Regions from separate parts of the Mus musculus genome. Here region 2 is linked to region 1. Evidence: chromatin contacts called from public promoter capture Hi-C data. All regions are on one chromosome and are shown on one strand. Each heading gives the region's core, a stretch centred on a gene start, on an enhancer-like site or on the middle of the called end of the contact. The rest is flanking DNA. Distances are from core to core; before and after follow the strand shown.

Evidence for each region. Promoter capture Hi-C pulls out the DNA fragments that hold promoters and counts their contacts.
Region 2: a promoter capture Hi-C map of liver shows a contact between it and region 1, with 5 times the contacts expected there. The contact joins the enhancer-like site here to the promoter of 2610002M06Rik in region 1. A contact is called at or near these places in 4 of 39 promoter capture datasets (the C10 cell line, hippocampal neurons and liver) and 1 of 115 datasets of contacts at active chromatin or transcription factors (stem cell-derived neural progenitor cells).

The regions. Positions count from the first base shown.
Region 1 is chrX:107,813,474-107,818,511 of GRCm38.p6, forward strand. It overlaps 2610002M06Rik (RIKEN cDNA 2610002M06 gene), which reads right to left and starts at 2,861. Exons shown (of 8, transcript NM_025921.3): 1 at 2,662-2,861. The coding sequence starts at 2,677. Tent5d (terminal nucleotidyltransferase 5D) reads left to right here and starts at 3,004. Exons shown (of 6, transcript NM_001163104.2): 1 at 3,004-3,168.
Region 2 is chrX:108,662,269-108,667,306 of GRCm38.p6, forward strand. It overlaps the pseudogene Gm379. Among named protein-coding and RNA genes, the nearest start is that of Brwd3, 170 kb to the right of the region's middle. Within about 2 kb of position 2,248, at least 18 of the 459 cell types and tissues checked have an H3K27ac peak or open chromatin away from gene starts, as enhancers often do. A contact at or near this core is called in liver, where this site is marked.

The DNA.
Region 1 (5,038 bases), core at 1,611-4,110:
GAACAGGAGTAACTGGTAGGAAACGCTAGTCCTAAGATCTTAGACTTTGGAAGGACATCAGTTTAGACTAAGAAAACTAGAAAGTTCCTGTTAATGAATCACACTGAATTCCAATATTAAAATGACATATACCTGAGGTAATAAGGGAGGAACAACAGCACGGACCATGGGAGTAGCCCTTAATTATTTATCTACTAATTTCTCATTCCTGTAATTAACTTAACACTAAGACCTATAGATATACGTCACAGTAATTAAATCTGACTTCAATTAAAAATTTAAAGTGAGCTTTACTATTGTACAAAGAGATTAACATACTTAATCAAAGGCAACTAAACTATTTAATCACAGCCAAGCTTCCTAACAGTACAGTGAGAATTTTACGTTTTATAAAAGGTAAGGTGTTTTTCAAATTTTACTTCGTGTTATTTATGGAAGGTAGGTCTGAGTCCATATTATTTCCTACCGCTATACTGTGGTGGGGGTGTGGGGGGGGGGGTCTGGTTTACACATAAATGAACCAAGATGAGTAGTTATATAGTTTGGATCAAGTTAAACCTTACTACTTTACATAATAGATGAAAGAGTAGGCCATTGTTATTAGGTACAGATGTACTTATATTAATTTTTTAAGAAGTATTATACAATATAGTGTTTTGGACCTGACTTAGCTATAGTAAATACACAACAAGAACACCCAGAAGTTATGGTTAGCTGTACACTACCTAGACAAGTTCAAGCCCATTAAAATCCAAGCACTGATAAAAGAGGAGAAGGACTACTCAGGCCCCACCTCTAGCTGAGGAGGTACTAGCAACTGAGGCTATTGCAGTTGGGGGAAATCACTTTTCTTCAAATGGTTGCCCATGCCTGAGTGGACGTGGACGAGCCTACAGCCATGTAAATAGGAGCAGCACTTGACTGGACTCTGGGAGTTAGAAAATGAACATGTTAAAACTTTTCATTGAAAAAACAGTAACAGCCAGCCGGGCGTGGTGGCGCATGCCTTTAATCCCAGCACTTGGGAGGCAGAGGCAGGTGGCCAGCCTGGTCTACAAAGTGAGTTCCAGGACAGCCAGAACTGCACAGAGAAACCTTGTCTCAAAAACAAAGAAACAAACAAACAAAACCAAAAATGAAAGAAAGAAAGAAAAAATAGTAACTACATATTTTGTTACTGGGAATACAAGGCAGGCTAGACAAAGTAAAAATAGCCTGCTTCCATATTTTCAGAACATGAAATAAAAGCTTTTGAAGCTACTGCCTCTAATCCTTTCAAATTTTCTAGGAAAAAAAAAGAGAGCTAATAATTTTAAAGCTCTTCAAATCTCTAATACTTCAGATTATGTTCAAAAATACAATTCAGTAGGCACTACCATTTCTTTTTACTTTAAAAATGCCTTTCTAGGGTTGAAAGGTGAGACAATATGCTTCCCAAATGAGTCAAGTGGGTGACAGAGGATGAACACCATGCCTTAATTCAGAAAACTGTTGTTTCAAGGAACTTGGGAAATAAAACTGATATTTTGACTCAGAGTTCAATAAAGTGCTTGTCACTTTATGCTAATATTAAAACTATACTACAGTCACTATTTTTTTTTACATGCAGTAGAAACAGGACCTCTCTTGGTCATCTTTTCATGATCTGCACCTTTCCTCCAGGCTAGCACTTTAATGTACAGCATATCCTGACTAGTGCTGCAAGATTTACTGGATGACATAAAATTGAACCCATCAAAAAACCATTTTTACCTGTACTTCAGGCTTATAGACTAATAGCGCCAAAAGAGCTTAACACGAGCTACAGAACAGTTACCATAACCCATGGTTTATCTTTTTGCTATCTTGGAGTTGAAGAAAAAGCAATTTATTTTATTTTTCTCTAAAGCCAACCCCTGGAAGGAGCAAAAATTACAGCAACATGGAGCTTCTGTGATGGAATTTAAGTAGTGAAAAAGAAAAAGAAAGCCAAATTGTGTTCATGACGTCACCAGGAAGCTTTATTCTTAGCCCCTACTAATTGCCCAAGTGGCCAGACAGGTTTGGCTGATGGACTTTATGGCTTCAGGAATAACCTGAATTTCCTCAAGTGTTAAATTAGAATGCAGCGGGAACAGAAAGCGAGCACAGTTAGTTCGGAGGGTTCGTAGCAATCGCTCAACCTCATCACCAGTCACCTGCAGTCATTAAAGGGCAGTTCGCCAAAAGCAGTTTGTCCACGTACGCTTTGAGAACCTACACCTCCGCCTGGAGCCATAGGCAAACTCCAGTCGCCTCCCCTAGGTCCTGGCACCATTCCCTGTCAATTTCAAAGAGGCCAAAAATTCACTGATAAGGCAGGTGACAGAAATCCTCAACAAGGGGCGGTACGGGCTCAATTATCTCTGTCTGTCCACTGGCTCCTCTGACCCTCCCCACATTCGAGGATGGCAGCGGAGGCGGAGGCGGCGGCCGCAGCGAGGAGGAGGGTGAAAAATAAAAAAAATAAAAAAAAGGCCAACCCCAGGCCGCTGGAGCCTACCCATCCGCATCACAGCTCCCTCGCCCCACGTGCGGGCCCAAAGGGTCAAGCCCCTGGGCGTGTCCCCAGCACCCCTGCCTTCGCCCCCCCCTCCCCAGCCCCCAAGGCCCTGGTAGCATCTTGACCAACAGAAAGGATACTCTCCATGTTCGACATGATCTCTCGAGTTCACCGGGCGGGAGGAGGGGGAGGGGCAGGTAACACGCGGGACAGGGGCTGGACCCGCGAGTTGTGGGTCGCTTGGGCGCGCGGAGGGTGGCGGTTGTAGCGGGTTTCGAGGGATCCTAGCCCACTTCCTGTTTCGGTTTAGAACCCGTGGTGGGTGGAGTCCCACGAGCTAGAGAGGCGGGACTGGGACGACGCCAACATGGCTGCAGTGAGTCGCTTCGGTTAGGATGGCTCTGGTCGCTTGGGGGCGGTGGAGTCCGAGAGCTGAAGCTTAGGTCCCTCCCACTTAGATGCTTCACGTGCGCTCAGGATAACTGCGCTAAACCTGGTCCGGCATCCCACCGGACTTCTAGTTCTTTCTTTTGTCAACCTGGACGCCGCTTAGCCTTCCGCCCACCTCGTACCTCAGATTTCACACAGTCCTGGTCGTCCCTCATCCCTTTCTCTCAGAGCTTAAGTCTTAAAGGGTGAAGACAAAGGTATAGGACTTTTAAAGTACTTTTTAAAAATTCTGACAGTGTAAAAGAACGGCTCGAGGGGTTAGTGTGGTGGGTAATGTTGAGGTTTTTTAAACAATCTTGAACCTTAGAGTTGTAGGGTTGAAGGGGAAGGAGGAAAAGTCCGGCTCTACTTGAGAGGTAATGTTGCTTCGAAATTTTTTCTCATATTAGTTGGTTTAATTTTATTTTTCTTAAGCACAGCTGATGTATGGTCTAAAATTAATATAAAATCTCTATAATGGGTGGGAGCAGTAATGGGGGTGGTCGTAGATAGAGCTTGGCGTATTTTACGTTCCTTTGACTTTCAGAAATGTCCAGAGGTGGATTTATTAGAAGCACTCTCTGGACTTAGGAAAAGAGGGAATTTTAAGCAGATTTGTGGCATTTCAATTTTAGTGTCATAGAAATTACATATATTACTCTGAAAGTTAGTGTAATTGTCGTAATTGCTAAATCTCAGAAGTTTGTCATTTACCTCATTCTTAAATTCAACCTGTGGAATTATGTGCACAATGCCATACACTTTTTATCCTTAGGATTATTTCTTTTTTTTTTTTTTAACAAAACTGGCTTTAAAAGTGAATATTTTATTATTTTGTGTTAATGATAGTTGGTAAAAAGCTTCAGACTGTTTTCTAACTGTCCGTGTTTCATTAAAAGAAAAAGAGAACCCTTGCTCAATACAAAGTTCTGGGAAGTACAGTCTAGAAATCATTTCAATAGGCAGAACCGTGTAAAGGTTATTTTTAGGTTTGCATCTCACTTTATAGTTGGAGAACAAGACTTATGAAACTGAAAGCTTTGGAAATTTCATCAGTTCTCTGTGTGCCTTAAACAGTTGCCTTCATTGCTGGAAAACTACCTTTGGGGGTTAAAGGTAAAGATATCTGTCTGGAAAGACTTTCCCTTAGCACTTACTATTTTTAACATCATTCCTTCAGTAAAACCATAAATACTAGAACAACCTACCAAAACTTAAACATATGTGAGTTTTAAAATGCTGTTGTTAGAGTTATAGGTATGCAATGTATAAAAATAAACGTTAAATTAAAATTTTTTTCAAACGATAAACTTTTTCAAGAAGTATCTCTTTTATAAGGTCCTTGTTTATAGAGAGTGTTTGCTGCTGCTGTCTGTCTTAAGTAAAAAACAAAACAAAACTGTTATCGTCTGTACTAAACACCTAGAAGGTATTTTACGTTTATGAGGTCTTTTATGTTTTAAATCCCAAAGTTAACTTCATATTTTCTTGACTATCTGATTTTAATCATGGTCAGTTTTATAATTGAGTCAGTTACATGAATAAGTATTTTAAGTGAAAATATTTATAAAATAATCTTTAGATCCTAGACACTAAATATTAATATTTGTTTTGACTGCTTTGTGACAATGCTTTTGTGGCTTTTTAGCAAAATTTACTAAAGTGACTAGAAAATGTAATGGTTTATTGAAACTAAGCTCCATTGCAGGAAAGAATAGGAATGCACCAGGAATGGGAATAGTGTATCTCTTTATAATTTTTCTCAGATTTCCTGTTCTTGTTATAACATCAGGTGGATAATCTGAACTTCTTTAAATTATGATAAAATAAATTCAGAGATGGACCCAAAGGTCAATATTTTTCCTCTATTTACATAGTATAATTGGATATTCAAGTATATAATAATAAATTCTTTATTGAATTAATACCTTAGTTGAGAAGAAATTGAACTGTTTATAAAGGATCTCATAATTACTTCATATAGTAGTTCATATTCTGTAGTAACCTTAGCAGGTATTGTTGACATCTTTACCCATAAGAAAATAGTGACAAAAATAATAAGAACAACAACCAAAGCTTTTAAAAGAT
Region 2 (5,038 bases), core at 998-3,497, 850 kb after region 1:
TGATTGCTGAAACTGTTCTAATTTTATCAGCACCTTCTCCTTTGAAATGAATTTCTTTATGCAACATGAGTGACATTAACTGAACTAATAAAAAACACTGATGACAGTACTCTCTTGATTAGTAAAACTTTTAAAAGGTCATTTAGGCAGGCATTCAGAGAAAAGGTTTTGGCTATAGGCTCTGCTGCTCCTGAATCAAGAAGATGAAAATGCACAAGTTAAGAAACTATCATAAAGAAATGATTCATAGAAAACAAAAAAAAATCTTTTCAATGTATAAATCATTTGTTTAAATCAGAAAAACTCCTGAGTTGGTTGACAAATTGGGCATAGTCCTGAGTCACTCATGAGTAACTGAAGCAGAGTATTCTTAAACCTTAGGCTGATCATGGGGCATGGATTCCTCTCATCAGGGCCCACTTCTATCTACATCACAGAAATTCCTCTGGCCCAGAACTCCATGCATACTATTATCATGTGTTTTTACTTACTACTATATGAATAAAAATACAAATAGTGTGATGGCAGTTGAGCTAAGGATAGGCTCCTAATCAAGCTTCATTTCTGCTTTTGGCATCCCTGTGTTCTTATCTGTACACAGAACATGTAAATAATCTTGTGCTCTGTTTTCCTGGAGTTTTTCTCAATATTCTGCCTACCATCATCCAGTCTCTCAACTCACCTTAGTGATACTCGTTTAACCAATTGTTGCAGTCTTCCTCTTCCTGGTACCTGTTGCATCCTACTTCACCATCTGGTATGCCTGAATTGCTGTACTGAAGTTTGGGTGTGTAAGGTGGTTTGAATGAGAATGACCCCCCATAGAATCATATATTTAAGTACTTGGTCCCCATTTAGTGAAACAGTTTGGGAAGGAATAGGAGGTGTGACCATTTTGGAGGAGGTGTGGCCATGTTAGAGGAGGTGTGTCACTGAGGGTGGACTTTGAGGTTTGAAAAGCCCAGCCATTCCAAGTTAGCTCTTTCTGCCTTACAGTAGTGTCTCTAGATTTGAGCTCTCAAAATTTCTCTGGTCCCATACTTCCCTATCTGCATGCTGTCATGATCCCTACCACGATGACTATGATGGTCATGACTTTAGCTCTCTAAAGCCACTCACTCCAAATTAAAAGTAAATGTTTTATAACTTGCCTTGGCTATGGTGTTTTAATGACAGCAATAGAAAGTAAGGCAGTGTAAGAAAGCGGGAGTGGGTGGGTTGGGAAGGAGGACTGGGGGAGGGTATAGGGGAAACTAGGAAAGGGGATAGCATTTGAAATGTAAATGAAGAAAATAGCTAATAAAAAATAATAGAATCAAAAAAAAGAAAAGAAAAGAAAAAAGAAAGTAAGGCAGTGTAATATGCCTCATTCTTTTAGTTTGTTATTCCCTTAGAAGGGAATATATATGTATTTTCATAAAGCACGAATCATTCTGGAACCTAAAGCAAGCAGATGTAACAGAAAATGAAGAAAACACTAATTTCTGAGCAACAGTGTCTGGCAGAGGCAGTGTTTTCTTTAAATGTAACACATTGCACAACAATGAGTAAAACACAGTCAAATAGCCTATTTACCGCTTGCTGCCTTTAAGAAAACAGACAAGTCACAGATTTGTCAGCACAGATGTTGCCACCCATTTATTTGCAATGCTAGCCTTAAAGTTATGTTCCAAAACAATATCTTTGTCCTTCAGCAATTACTCACTACATCAGAACACACATATCCTGCTCAATGCACAAGACCAGTGATGCAGGACAAGCAAGAACAACAGGCACAAAGACCTGCAACCGTTGATATTACCATCAAAAAACGTGATTGATGCTTATATTTAAGGGCTTTCTTCACTGTCTCATTTGACTGTTCAACATAGTCCTGGGTGTGCAAAATGTTGTACTCAATGCTATCCAGCAGCTCTTGCTGTTCTGAGATAAATGTTTCTACTTGGAAGAAGATGGTACGCAATTCACTGATCTGGCACTCCAGGTCCAGCAGCTGCTGGTTGCGTACTTCAGCCAAAGCCAGGCCCTGCTTAGCCTTCAAAACATCTAGATCACGACCCACAATTTGAGGAGGCACAGGGTTAGCCACCAGTTTCTCCAGGTCCTCTTCCTGGAGCTTCACCCCAGCTAGTTCAGCCTGTCTCACCATCTTCTCCTTCAGCCTGACCATATTCTGAGTCTCACAGGCATAGTGGTGGCTGATGATGCCACGGTAGTGACTAAGGAGAAAAGAGAGCTGGCTCTGACGAATGCGGTGCTCAGCCCTCCAGTACTTACAGTCTGTGGCCAATTCATGCTGCATGGCGCTTAGCTGAGGCTGAATGATTCGGGCTTGGCTCGCAAAGGAGGCCTTTATGATGTTCAATTCGTTCTTCTCCTTGAACACACCCTCCTCTGTGGTACAACACAGGACACCTTGCTGCTTCTCGTCTATTAACCGAGACAGCCCTGCTAACTCTGTCAGTGCCAGAGACAGCTCAGCCACTTCCTGTAAAAACTCTTCTATAGAGTTTGTTTCAGTCTTTTCAAAAGCATGGTTGTCAAACATCAAGGTGTCATCCAACTCCGAAGAGACTCTTCTGTGGTAAACGTGATTCTTCAGTTCCTCTAATCTGTCCTTCATCTTTGACTCCAGCTGCTTGCCATATCCGTACTTCAAGGACTACAGAGGGAGATGTATTCATCAGCTTTGTCTGGTGGTATAGGAAGTCAGGGACAGCTCAGTTTTGCGTCAGTAGAAGCTATTAAAAATCTTTCCTTCCCAGGCAAGCAAACAATGACAAAGCCAACAGGTCACTGAACTGTTTATTCAGGATGAGGAGTGTCAGGTGGTAAAGCACACAGGCAGGACTAGACCAACTAAATTGTAAAATGGGCTAGACACTTGCCTGATTTGTCAAGATCTCTGAGGCAAGAGTATACATGAGCTTTGAGCCAAGAGGTAACAAAGTAAAAGGCTGGAGTCTGAATAGCCCCTGGATGCAATGCTGTTGGCTTCAAGGAAGGTAAGCAAGTTGGCAGAAAACACTAATGACTACAGACTTCTTAAGATTGAGAACAAACACACTTATAAACAGAAACACAGAGACCAAATAGTGTTTTGTTTTGCTTTTTTTTTTATTTCTAATGTTAGTATCCAATTTTTAAAAAATAGCTTCAGGAAAATTCTATGGCAAACATAAACATCTGCTCACTAGTAAAGGGAAGGAAAAAAAGGAGTATAGTTTTCCAGATTTCAGACCTGCTTCATTTAATAATAACCTCTCCATCTATTGTTATTGTACACCAGTGACTGGAATTCATTATCTGCAATTAAAACCTGCCTGCTATCTTTCTTTTTTTTTTTTTCCATTTTTTATTAGGTATTTAACTCATTTACATTTCCAATGCTATACCAAAAGTCCCCCATATCCACCCACCCCCACTCCCCTGCCCACCCACTCCCCCTTTTTGGCCCTGGTATTCCCCTGTACTGGGGCATATAAAGTTTGCAAGTCCAATGGGCCTCTCTTTCCAGTGATGGCCGACTAGGCCATCTTTTGATATATATGCAGCTAGAGTCAAGAGCTCCGGGGTACTGGTTAGCTCATAATGTTGTTCCACCTATAGGGTTGCAGATCCCTTTAGCTCCTTGGCTACTTTCTCTAGCTCCTCCATTGGGAGCCCTATGATCCATCCATTAGCTGACTGTGAGCATCCACTTCTGTGTTTGCTGGGCCCCGGAGTCTCTACATATCACTCATTAAACTTCTTCACAAAATTTAATGAAGCAAATATATTTTTACAGTATTTTTGAATATCATATATATTTTTCCAATTTTTATTAGGTATTTTCTTCATTTACATTTCAAATGCTATCCCGAAAGTCCCCTATACCCTCCCCCCTGCCCCCTACCCACCCACTCGCACCTCTTAGCCCTGGTGTTCCCCTGTACTGGGGCATATAAAGTTTGCAAGACCAAGGGGCCTTTCTTCCCAATGATGGCCAACTAGGCCATCTTCTGCTACATATGCAGCTAGAGACATGAGCTCTGGGGGTACTGGTTAGTTCACATTGTTGTTCCATCTATAGGGTTGCAGATCCCTTCAGCTCCTTGGGTACTTTCTCTAGCCCCTCCATTGGGGGCCCTGTGTTCCATCCAAGAGCTGACTGTGAGCATGCACTTCTGTGTTTGCCAGGCACTGGCATACCCTCACAAGAGACAGCTGTATCAGGGCCCTTTCAGCAAAATCTTGCTGGCATATGCAATAGTGTCTGGGTTTGGTGACTGATTATGGGATGGATCCCCGGGTGGGACAGAGTCTGGATGGTCCATCCTTTCATCTTAGCTCCAAACTTTGTCTCTGTAACTCCTTCCAGGGGTGTTTTGTTCCAATTCTAAGAAGGGGCGAAGTGTCCACATCCTGAGTGAGGTAACCCAATCACAAAAGAACTCACATGATATGCACTCACTGAGAAGTGGATATTAGCCCAGAAACTTAGAATACCCAAGATACAATTTACAAAACACACGAAACTCAAGAAGAAAGAATACCAAAGTGTGAATATCATATATTAAAAATGACTTCATGAAACTTTTAGGCAAATAGGCAAATGGATGGAACCAGAACATATCATCCTGTGTGAGGTAACCCAGTCACAAAAGAACACACATGGTATACACTCACTGATACGTGGATATTAGCTCAAAAGCTCAGAATACCCAAGATACAATTCACAGACCACATGTACCTCAAGAAAAAGAAGGTCAAAATGTGGGTGTTTTGGTCCTTCTTAAGGGTGGGGGGTCAAAATACTAACAGGAGGAAATACGGAGACAAAGGGTGGAGCAGAAACTGAAGGAAAGACCATTCAGAGACTGCCCCACCTGGGGATCCGTCCCATCTAAAGTCACCAAACCCAGACACTGTTGTGGATGCCAACAAGTGCTTGCTGACAGGAGTCTGATATAGCTGTCTCCTGAGAGGTTCTGCCAGAGCCTGACAAATACAGAGGCAGATGCTCACAGTCAAACATTGGACTGAGCACAGGATCCTC